Regions from separate parts of the Zea mays genome. Here region 2 is linked to region 1. Evidence: chromatin contacts called from public Hi-C data. All regions are on one chromosome and are shown on one strand. The core of a region is the stretch at or near the end of the contact, and the rest is flanking DNA. Distances in the headings are between cores, read along the strand shown. Region 1 holds the start of LOC100280420. Region 2 holds the start of LOC100193273 (Ribonucleoside-diphosphate reductase small chain).

Region 1 (4,418 bases), core at 734-3,233:
AAGGATCTTCACTCAGAAGTTTTGGAACTAACTCCACAAATATCCTGTCATCAGTGTAGAAAAATTTTACTAAACAGAATGTCAGGTATTATTTGTTTAGACAGAACCACAAAGAATAAAGAAACTCCCATAACCTCGAGCTCCCAGCAGCATTCGATATTATGTCATAAATAATTGTTGGATGAATCCCAGCTCGAACACCAAGATACATTGCTTCAATAGACGCAACAAAATGAATGCCCTCCAGCAAATCATTCACCATCCTAATTTTTCTGCATAAATAAAGCATATATATATTTTAAACTGACATATAATAGTTGCAGTAATTGGTATGGATATTATTTTTAATGTCGACGTTCCAACTTCCATAGCATGGCTATAGGGTAGTATTGGACTGTTTGTCCTTCTATAATGATATGATATGTAATTATCCTTACATATTCTTGAAATAGAACACTATTTACTATTCTTAGAAAGGTTGAGCAACCTGCTAGTGCAGAATTCACCTTCAGCAAAATAAATGGTTTTGTATAGACCTGAAAATATCACCAGGTAAATTAAAATTTCAACATTATTGCACCTAGCACATCATAAGGTAAAAAACAAGATGAAAATATTGGCAAAAAAATGTACACTTTTTTCTAACTTACCATGGAAAAATTTGCTAGCTTTTTCTGCTATGTCCTGTCTCCCAGATGCAACAATCTGGCATATACAAAGTAAATAGTGATAAGAGAAAGGGAGAATAAAGATGCATAGTATTCAGATTCCCAATATGCTGTACTGCTTACAATAATCTGTTGCTTTAATTCATCAGATAAACCAGTGAAAATGTATCCATCCAGAAGGAAGACATCCTTCTTCTGATCTGTACGGTAAATTAAGTTAGCTAAGATCATACATTTGACCATGTGGATCTCAATGGGGGTATATAAATGATAGCATTCAAATTATCAAATATACTCACTCGAAAAATCAAGTAACATCTAATCTCAAACAATTAAACTTGAAAAATTTACGGTTTAAATGTGAGATCTGCTATGTCGAAAACATAAAAGTGCAACTAGAGCTCTTGGCACAGTAGCCCTTGCTGGCTGGGAAGCGAATGACATGGCATGCAAAGCATTTTACCTGTAAGCTCCTGCTCCAGCTTCTCCAACTGACTAGGCAGCAATGTCGAATGAATCAATACAATAGAACCCGCGCATAACCCTAAAATGCTCAAACAAACAGTATATATAAGTTGTACAGTATCTTGTAGATAGTTAAGCTGGCCAGCAGCAGTCAACAGAATGACTCAAGTCAAGCACGTACCTTTCGCGATCCCCTCAACCCCGAAGAACAACTCGTCAACCCCACCAGCATCGCTTAGCACGACGACCAGCGCAGCATCTGCGGTTAACGAAAGACGCGATCAGCTGCCCGATGACCCGACACCTCGATATTCCAACAAATGCATCGCAGGAAGCATAGCAGCTACTCCACAGTTCCACACCCACCAACCCAAATAGGCACACATCACGCACAGACACAACTGATCGAATCGAACAGTATTGGAGCCCAAGAGGGCAGACTCACCTCGCGCGGCTTCCACTGGGCTCGCGCACTGGAGGAGGCCATTCAACTCCGCGAGCGCCGCAGAAGGCGACCGTTCCGCCTGTGCGCAAGTCACTAATTAGATACGCGTCATCATACCGGAGAAGTTCTAGCGCGAAACTTGGGGAGGAGGAAGAGCGGAAGGTTGGCGATCCGGTCGAGCAGATACTGACCTCGGGGGTGAAGGAGCGGACGCAAGCGCCGGAGCGGAGGAAGGAGGCAGCTAGCTCAACGCTGAGCTCGTCCAGGCCGATGAAGGCCACGGGGGCCGCGGTCAACGACATCGCACCGTGCGGGTGGGTTCTCTGCTCCCGCCGGCGACGACTCGAAGCAGGCAAGCAGCCGAGACCGAGAGCAGAGCAAAGCAGATCGAGTGAGAAGCGAAGTGCGCCGGCACGAGAATTGCCAATGTTGGTGGATTTTTCTCGGGTTGTCCGTGCCACTGGCAGGTGGGACCTTTGCCAAGGGCCAGTCTGCCAGACGATGACATCGACAACAGCTTGGATTCCGGCAGGGGTGGGCAAAACTTTAATCGAATCAAAAAGTCGTTTAACCAAAATTTCGTGAATCGTGATCAATTCGGTGAATATTTTGGTGATACTCAGTTAACCAAAAATAATTCGATTTTAAGTTGCCATTAACCGAATTAACCATTTTAAACACTAAAATTGCATTTATTTGCATGTGCATATTTATATAAGACTAACTTGTTTGGTTCTATACTAAGATTGTTTAAGGCTAGGCGCTTTAATTCTGTGTCGTTGCCACGTCGTAGAGAATTTTGTCATACTTTTAGAAGTTATTGACGAGTAAAGTCTAGTAACAGAAGAAAAATCTTGGCACAACCGTTGTTACAAACCAAACATATGCCTAATTATGTAAAACTTGTCTAACCTTAGACATAGTAAAGTATGGCAACTGATGCAGCAAACCAAACACATGTACTTCTTTCTTGGTAGATGGTTTTTAACATAGTTATGTTGTCAAATTGTCTCTCGTAGAAGTGCAATTAGGGGTGGTAATGGATCGTGATCCAAATAGTTCTTCACAAAATGTCAAGGACCTAAATAAATTATAGTTCAAAAATGACTAGAAATAAAGCCCGATCCTAACCCGCTTCGATCCTTAAATCTTATAATGCAAAAATTATAGACCATTGTCAGCCGTAAGTGCAATATGTATTTCGGTTAATCGATTATTTGAACAGATTTGACCGAAACCGATTTTGGTGGTCTATAGTTCTTTGAAATAAATTCGGTTATTAGGAGTGAGTGGCCTCTATTATCTTCCTTATTTTTTCTTCTTTTTGTACTTAATGTCAAAAGAAGAGAAATTTTAAAAAAATAAACAGATATAACTTTTCAACATTATGGAGGAATTATACGTGTTATATATGTTTGTGAGGTTGAGTGTCTCAAACTCTTATTTTGGTTCGCTGCATTGAACCTCTATGTTTGGATATGGACATATATTAGGTTTACTGTAGTTGTTTTCTAAAAGCTAGTTTGGTAACACCATTTTTCTAAGGCTACGTTTGTTTCCCTTCAGCGGATCCGAACCCGAACCAAAAACCCGATCTAGACCTGAACTCCGTGGTGGGGGGAAATCCGATGGGGACCCGAAAACCGAAGGGACTCAAGAACCGAGTCATGTAGACACAAATAGCAGTCCAACACATTCCAAAATACAAACAACAGAGAACATACTGCTCTTTACCAATATATAATTATGTCGGAGAGGAAATTCTCTGGCCGGATGGCGGAACGCACCCGCCCTAAATCCTAAGATGAGGAAGTGCCTAAGCGTTTTGCCTATCGATCGGAAGGTGGAAGAACACAAGAAGACACAAGGATTTAGAGTGGTTTGGGCCGCCGGAGCGTAATACCTTACTCCACTGTGTGTTGTATTAAGTCTATGAGCTTGAGAGCTTGTATGAACTTGTGAGTCTGAGAGTCTGAGTGAATCTTCCTTGTAACGTCGTGTGCCTTCCCTTTCATAGCTCAAGGGAGGCACATATAAGGATGCTGAGCCCCGACACGTGGGCCCAGGAACATAACGGAAGGAATATATTATAGGAGTAACTAACGTCTGTGCAATCTCCTAGCGCCCTGATGTCTGCAGTCCACGCAGTTTTGATATGTGGCGGTTGCTTCCTTGGTAACGCGCGAGTAACAATGAGCATAGTGCATGCAGCAGTATGGATGTACTGCCTGCCAATGGAATGGACAGGCACGCCACCTGCGGAATGGACTGGTCGCTGCCTGCCAGCGGAATGGACAGGGCTCAATAAATGCGGAGGCGGCACATCGCCTGCCAGTGGAATGGACAGGGTCATTAAATGCTGAGGCGGCACATCGCCTGCCAGTGGAATGGACAGGCGGCGCACCTTATCCGCAATAAATGCAGAGACCACGCAGTCCTGAGGCCTTACGTCAGGCTCCGCCCATTGGCTTTCGTCACGTGTAGTAGGCCACGCGGCAGCATCGGGTCTCCGCCTAGGCGGGGAGCAGAAGCGTATACGATAAGGTCTGGACACGTGCCGGCTCCGGACCCCGTCTGGCCTTGATTAAGGCCTGGGCATTCTCTGTCCTAGAATCCCGGGACCCTGCTTTGAGCGGCCCGGACCCCACATAGAGGGGCCCGGACCCCATCCTAGGGGTTCGGTTTGCGCCCGTGGGAGTCCTGGACCTTACCCGGAGGCCCGGTCTGTATATACAGGGGTCCGACACTTTTCCATGGGGGTCCGGACTCACTGTTGATACCTTAGAGTATATCATCTTCTCTGGCCACGTGGCGGCCTCGGAACCGTCCACGTGGAGGGG
Region 2 (4,418 bases), core at 1,027-3,526, 220 kb after region 1:
ACGCAGGCTAGAATTCCCGAGAGCAGGCAGTTGGCCGGACCTTCCGGTGCCTCTTCAGTCCAACAACCTTTTTCCTTTTTCTTTCTTGTTTTCTTTTGCTTCTTTTGACTTGACTTCTTAGAGTCCCTGGCATTTAGACAAATATGATTAGCACACAAATAGTTAACTAACTGTCTAGAGCTTACCTTTCTACTCGGTCCGTATAGATTTGCACTATGTCCTCTTCCGAGCTCACTTTGCTTAATATACCTACGCTCATGTCTTATGTTAGTCTAAACAAAATGTGTTGAACATCTAATCACCAAAACAATATAGAAATGGCCCAAAGGCACATTTCCCTTTCAACCATAAGTAGTAAACGGTGGCTCATTGGGGAAGTAAGAACCAAAGCCACTGACACAGGGTCCTTGGCCATATGGCACACGACAAGCACCCCATCGGGCACGACCACCACATGGTCTCACTGCCTGAGGCCTGGCAACAAGAGTACAACAGTTGGTTGGGTGCATCACCACACTTAGCCATTTCGTTTCTAGGCTTGGGGAAAAGGGCATGCCCCTTTACAAGCTCCTCAGGAATGGCGACCAGTTTTCTTAGACCCTATAAGTCCAGGAGGCCCTCGACCAAATAAAGCCATTCCTGACCTCACCGCCGGTGTTAGTCGCGCCCACCATAGGTGAACCTCTCCTCCATTATGGTGTCGCTACCACCCAGGTGGTCAGCGCAGCGCTCGCCGTGGAGCGGGCAAACGAGGGCCACACACTCAAAGTACAAAGGCATGTTTACTTCATCAACAAAGTACTAACCAAATCCAAGACTCGATACTCGTAGGTCCAAAAGCTGCTCTACATAGTACTCATTGCCAAAAGAAAGCTAAAACACAACTTCAATCGACGCCTCGTGTCAGTAGTTAGCTAATTTTAGTTGGTTGGACCAATTAATGAACTAATGGATGGTTGAGGGTGCAACTAATAGTCAGTTAAACTATTAGTTCGGGGTGTTTGGATGTCTTCAGCTCAAAACAACAAAGAGCATCTCCAAGGGACTCTCAATTTTTACTTTATTTACCTCTTCATAAAGATTACATTCTATATGTAGCATCTCACTCCAATAGACTCCATTTCTCATTCTCCAAATCCCAACAGCTACATTCAACTCTCTCTCCCTCCACTCACCGACGTGTGGGTCATACACATCATCTCACACTTGGCAAGTTAGTTTGGCTAGAGATGAGGCCAATTTGGAGAGTCGCATGACTTGACGAGTTAAATGGCTAGTTTGTTGGAGAGTTGTTTTACTGTTGTGTAGCTAAAATTTGGCTTGGCGAGCCATTTGGCCCGTCTCTTGGAGGTGCTCTAATAGCTGAGCTATTAGTTAAATTGTTTGGATGTATCCAACTAATTTTAGTAGCTTTAGTTATAGTGTATTCAAAAAGAGCCTGACAATAACATTTCGACCCACGTGAGGCTAGCGTCAACACTACCCCAGATCCAGCCTCATTAGACTAAAAACTCACCGCTCCAATACCCGTACATGTTGGTACAATTCCACACCCATATCCGAACCCATCGGTTATTCTATACTCGATGGGTACCCATACCTGTTTAGAATGGTGGAGCTACTCCTGTCTGCCTAACTTCGTTTATGGCAAATAAACATGTCTCGATAATTTTGTTTGTTAAACTTCCCGAGTATTTTTGATAAACTCAATCAATATTTGATTGTAAACTCGTTGAGTGTGACACTATGCCTCTGTTTGTTTCAGATTTTTTTCAGATTCTGATCACCAGAAGCTACTATGTTGTCAAACTCCCAGCCTTTCAACCCGCTTCTATGTGAATCAATTTAATCAAAACGATCCAAAGTCAACGTAAACATATAATCAACCGAGTCGTTGCGATAGTAGAAAACCGTCAATTTATACATATTAAACCCAATAAACTCTTTTATCATCTTCTGCACATAATCTTCACCATATTCAGATTATAGCTAGATTATAAAAAAAATCTCCTAAAAAAACTGAACTGAACAGCCACTATAAAAGATTACCGAAATTTGGCAGCCCAGCGAGCCTAACCGCTTCAAGGAATTTCACACTCCCAGCCCATTTTACCGAAACGGTCCTTACTACCATCTGTCAGTCAAGCTGCGCTCCGCTGCCTCAGTGGCTCTAACTGTCTAGTAAAAATATTCCGCTGAAATTTTCAACCACTCCACAAAAAAAAAACTGATTTTTTCCCCCAATCTTCCGTCGCACGGCACGGCACGGCGCGCCTCCTGTCTTCTCCCTCCAGCCCGGCTTATCCGTTCGTCGCGCGCCCCGGCCTTCTTCTCTTGCAAGCTAGCGCCAACGGGAATGCCGTTCCAATTCAAAAACTGCGGTTGAATTCCCCACCAGCCCTATAAGTTCCCCGCCTCCTTGCTCACCTCCATAAACCAACCCAAAAGCCCCCCAATTTCACGCTAGATAAACCATACCCCAACCCTCTGACGATGCCTTCTACGCCGACGCTGGTCCCTCCGTGCGACGCGGTGGAGCCACTGCTGGCGGAGTCCTCCGACCGCTTCTCCATGTTCCCGATCCGCTTCCCGCAGATCTGGGAGTTCTACAAGAAGGCGGTGGCGTCCTTCTGGACGGCCGAGGAGGTTGACCTCTCTGCCGACGCCCGGCACTGGGACGAGGCGCTGTCCCCCGACGAGCGCCACTTCATCTCTCACGTGCTCGCCTTCTTCGCCGCCTCCGACGGCATCGTGCTCGAGAACCTCGCGTCCCGCTTCATGTCCGACGTGCAGGTCGCCGAGGCGCGGGCCTTCTACGGCTTCCAGATCGCCATCGAGAACATCCACTCGGAGATGTACTCGCTGCTGCTCGAGACCTACATCCGCGACGACGTCGAGAAGGACCGCCTCTTCCGCGCCATCGATACGGTGCCCGCGGTCCGGCGCAAGGCGGACTGGGCCATGCGCTGGATCGACGGCGGGGAGCGCTTCGCCGAGCGCCTCGTTGCCTTCGCCTGCGTCGAGGGCATCTTCTTCTCGGGCTCCTTCTGCGCCATCTTTTGGCTGAAGAAGCGCGGGCTCATGCCGGGCCTCACCTTCTCCAACGAGCTCATCTCCCGCGACGAGGGCCTGCACTGCGATTTCGCCTGCCTCCTCTACGATGTCCTACGCAGCAAGCTCGACGAGGCCCGCGTGCGCACGATCGTCGCTGACGCCGTCGACATCGAGCGCGAGTTCGTCTGCGACGCCCTCCCTGTCTCCCTCGTCGGCATGAACGGGGACCTCATGAGCCAGTACATCGAGTTCGTGGCCGACCGCCTGCTCATGGCGCTCGGGTGCAAGAAGATGTACAACGTGACCAACCCCTTCGACTGGATGGAGCTCATCTCGCTGCAGGGAAAGACCAACTTCTTCGAGAAGCGCGTCGGTGACTACCAGAAGGCCTCCGTCATGAACAGCCTCAACGGCAGCGCCGCCGCCAACCACGTCTTCAGCATCGACGAGGACTTTTGAGTTGGCGCGCATGATCTATTTCGCAGATAATCTTAGGATTTCCGTGAGCTGCGTGGTGCTGTTTCCTTCTGTTTTACGGGTTCTTGTTCCTGATGTAATGTTTAATCAATTTCCCGTTACACCGGAAGCTGTAAATTGGGACTAATCGGGACCAATATAACGAGCTTCTGGAATACAACGGGATCAGCCTAAGCTGCGGCCATCGTGTTCAATGCATTGGCCGCAACGGATGATGTCCTTCTCGGACACGGCGCAGGGCGCTCGATGAAATGCTCAATTGAACTCTCTCACCTGCGCTCGCAGCCAGGCTGCTCGACGAAATGGGCAGGGGGTTTGACGGAACGCGTGAGGGGGCTAGGGGGTAAAAGGATGCCGAAGTTAGACCACACGTCATGGATTAGGGTTTTAGGGGCAGGGTCAGGGTCAGGCCGACAACTCCGTTGGCGATTTGCTGGCGTGGTGCCGAAACCTTCATATTGAGGTTTAGTTGGTTGGGAGGTAGTTTTGGTTGTTAGTCCAGCAACAAGTACAGAGCATGTTTTTTTGGCTTTAATCAATACTTGCTTCTACTATTTCTATAATATTTTTGTCTCTACATTACAGCTGCAGCAGTCCAAACAGCCGTCTTTAATCTAAAGCGAACAACCTACAATAGAGCCTTCCAATAGAAAATATAATGATCTTATCCTATAAATTATCGTAAACGAGTAATATTTTAACAAGTTCAGATGATAAAAAATCTAGAAAATCTGGGATATGTGAAAATTTTGGATACTCTTTTTGCTAGGATTTCAAATTTTTAACCGTGAATCTAGCTAAAAAAGCTGAACCAAATATAATCAAATAATTTATTCAATTTTTATCGCAAGTTATTGGCGTGACCCTCGGTATGGAGGAATTTGGCA

The links. A called contact is a pair of places that touch in the nucleus more often than the background predicts.
Region 2: a contact with region 1 is called in a Hi-C map of leaf, with 2.0 times the contacts expected there. The contact joins the promoter of LOC100193273 here to the promoter of LOC100280420 in region 1. A contact is called at or near these places in 4 of 25 Hi-C or Micro-C datasets (endosperm, leaf and tassel).

Annotation. Positions count from the first base shown.
Region 1 is chr6:128,739,544-128,743,961 of Zm-B73-REFERENCE-NAM-5.0, forward strand. LOC100280420 reads right to left here and starts at 1,984. Exons shown (of 42, transcript NM_001346761.1): 1 at 1,770-1,984; 2 at 1,579-1,657; 3 at 1,315-1,392; 4 at 1,132-1,212; 5 at 792-868; 6 at 651-705; 7 at 488-536; 8 at 135-272; 9 at 1-44. The coding sequence starts at 1,880.
Region 2 is chr6:128,956,648-128,961,065 of Zm-B73-REFERENCE-NAM-5.0, forward strand. It overlaps LOC100193273 (Ribonucleoside-diphosphate reductase small chain), which reads left to right and starts at 2,277. Exons shown (of 1, transcript NM_001138420.1): 1 at 2,277-3,723. The coding sequence starts at 2,494. The coding sequence ends at 3,513.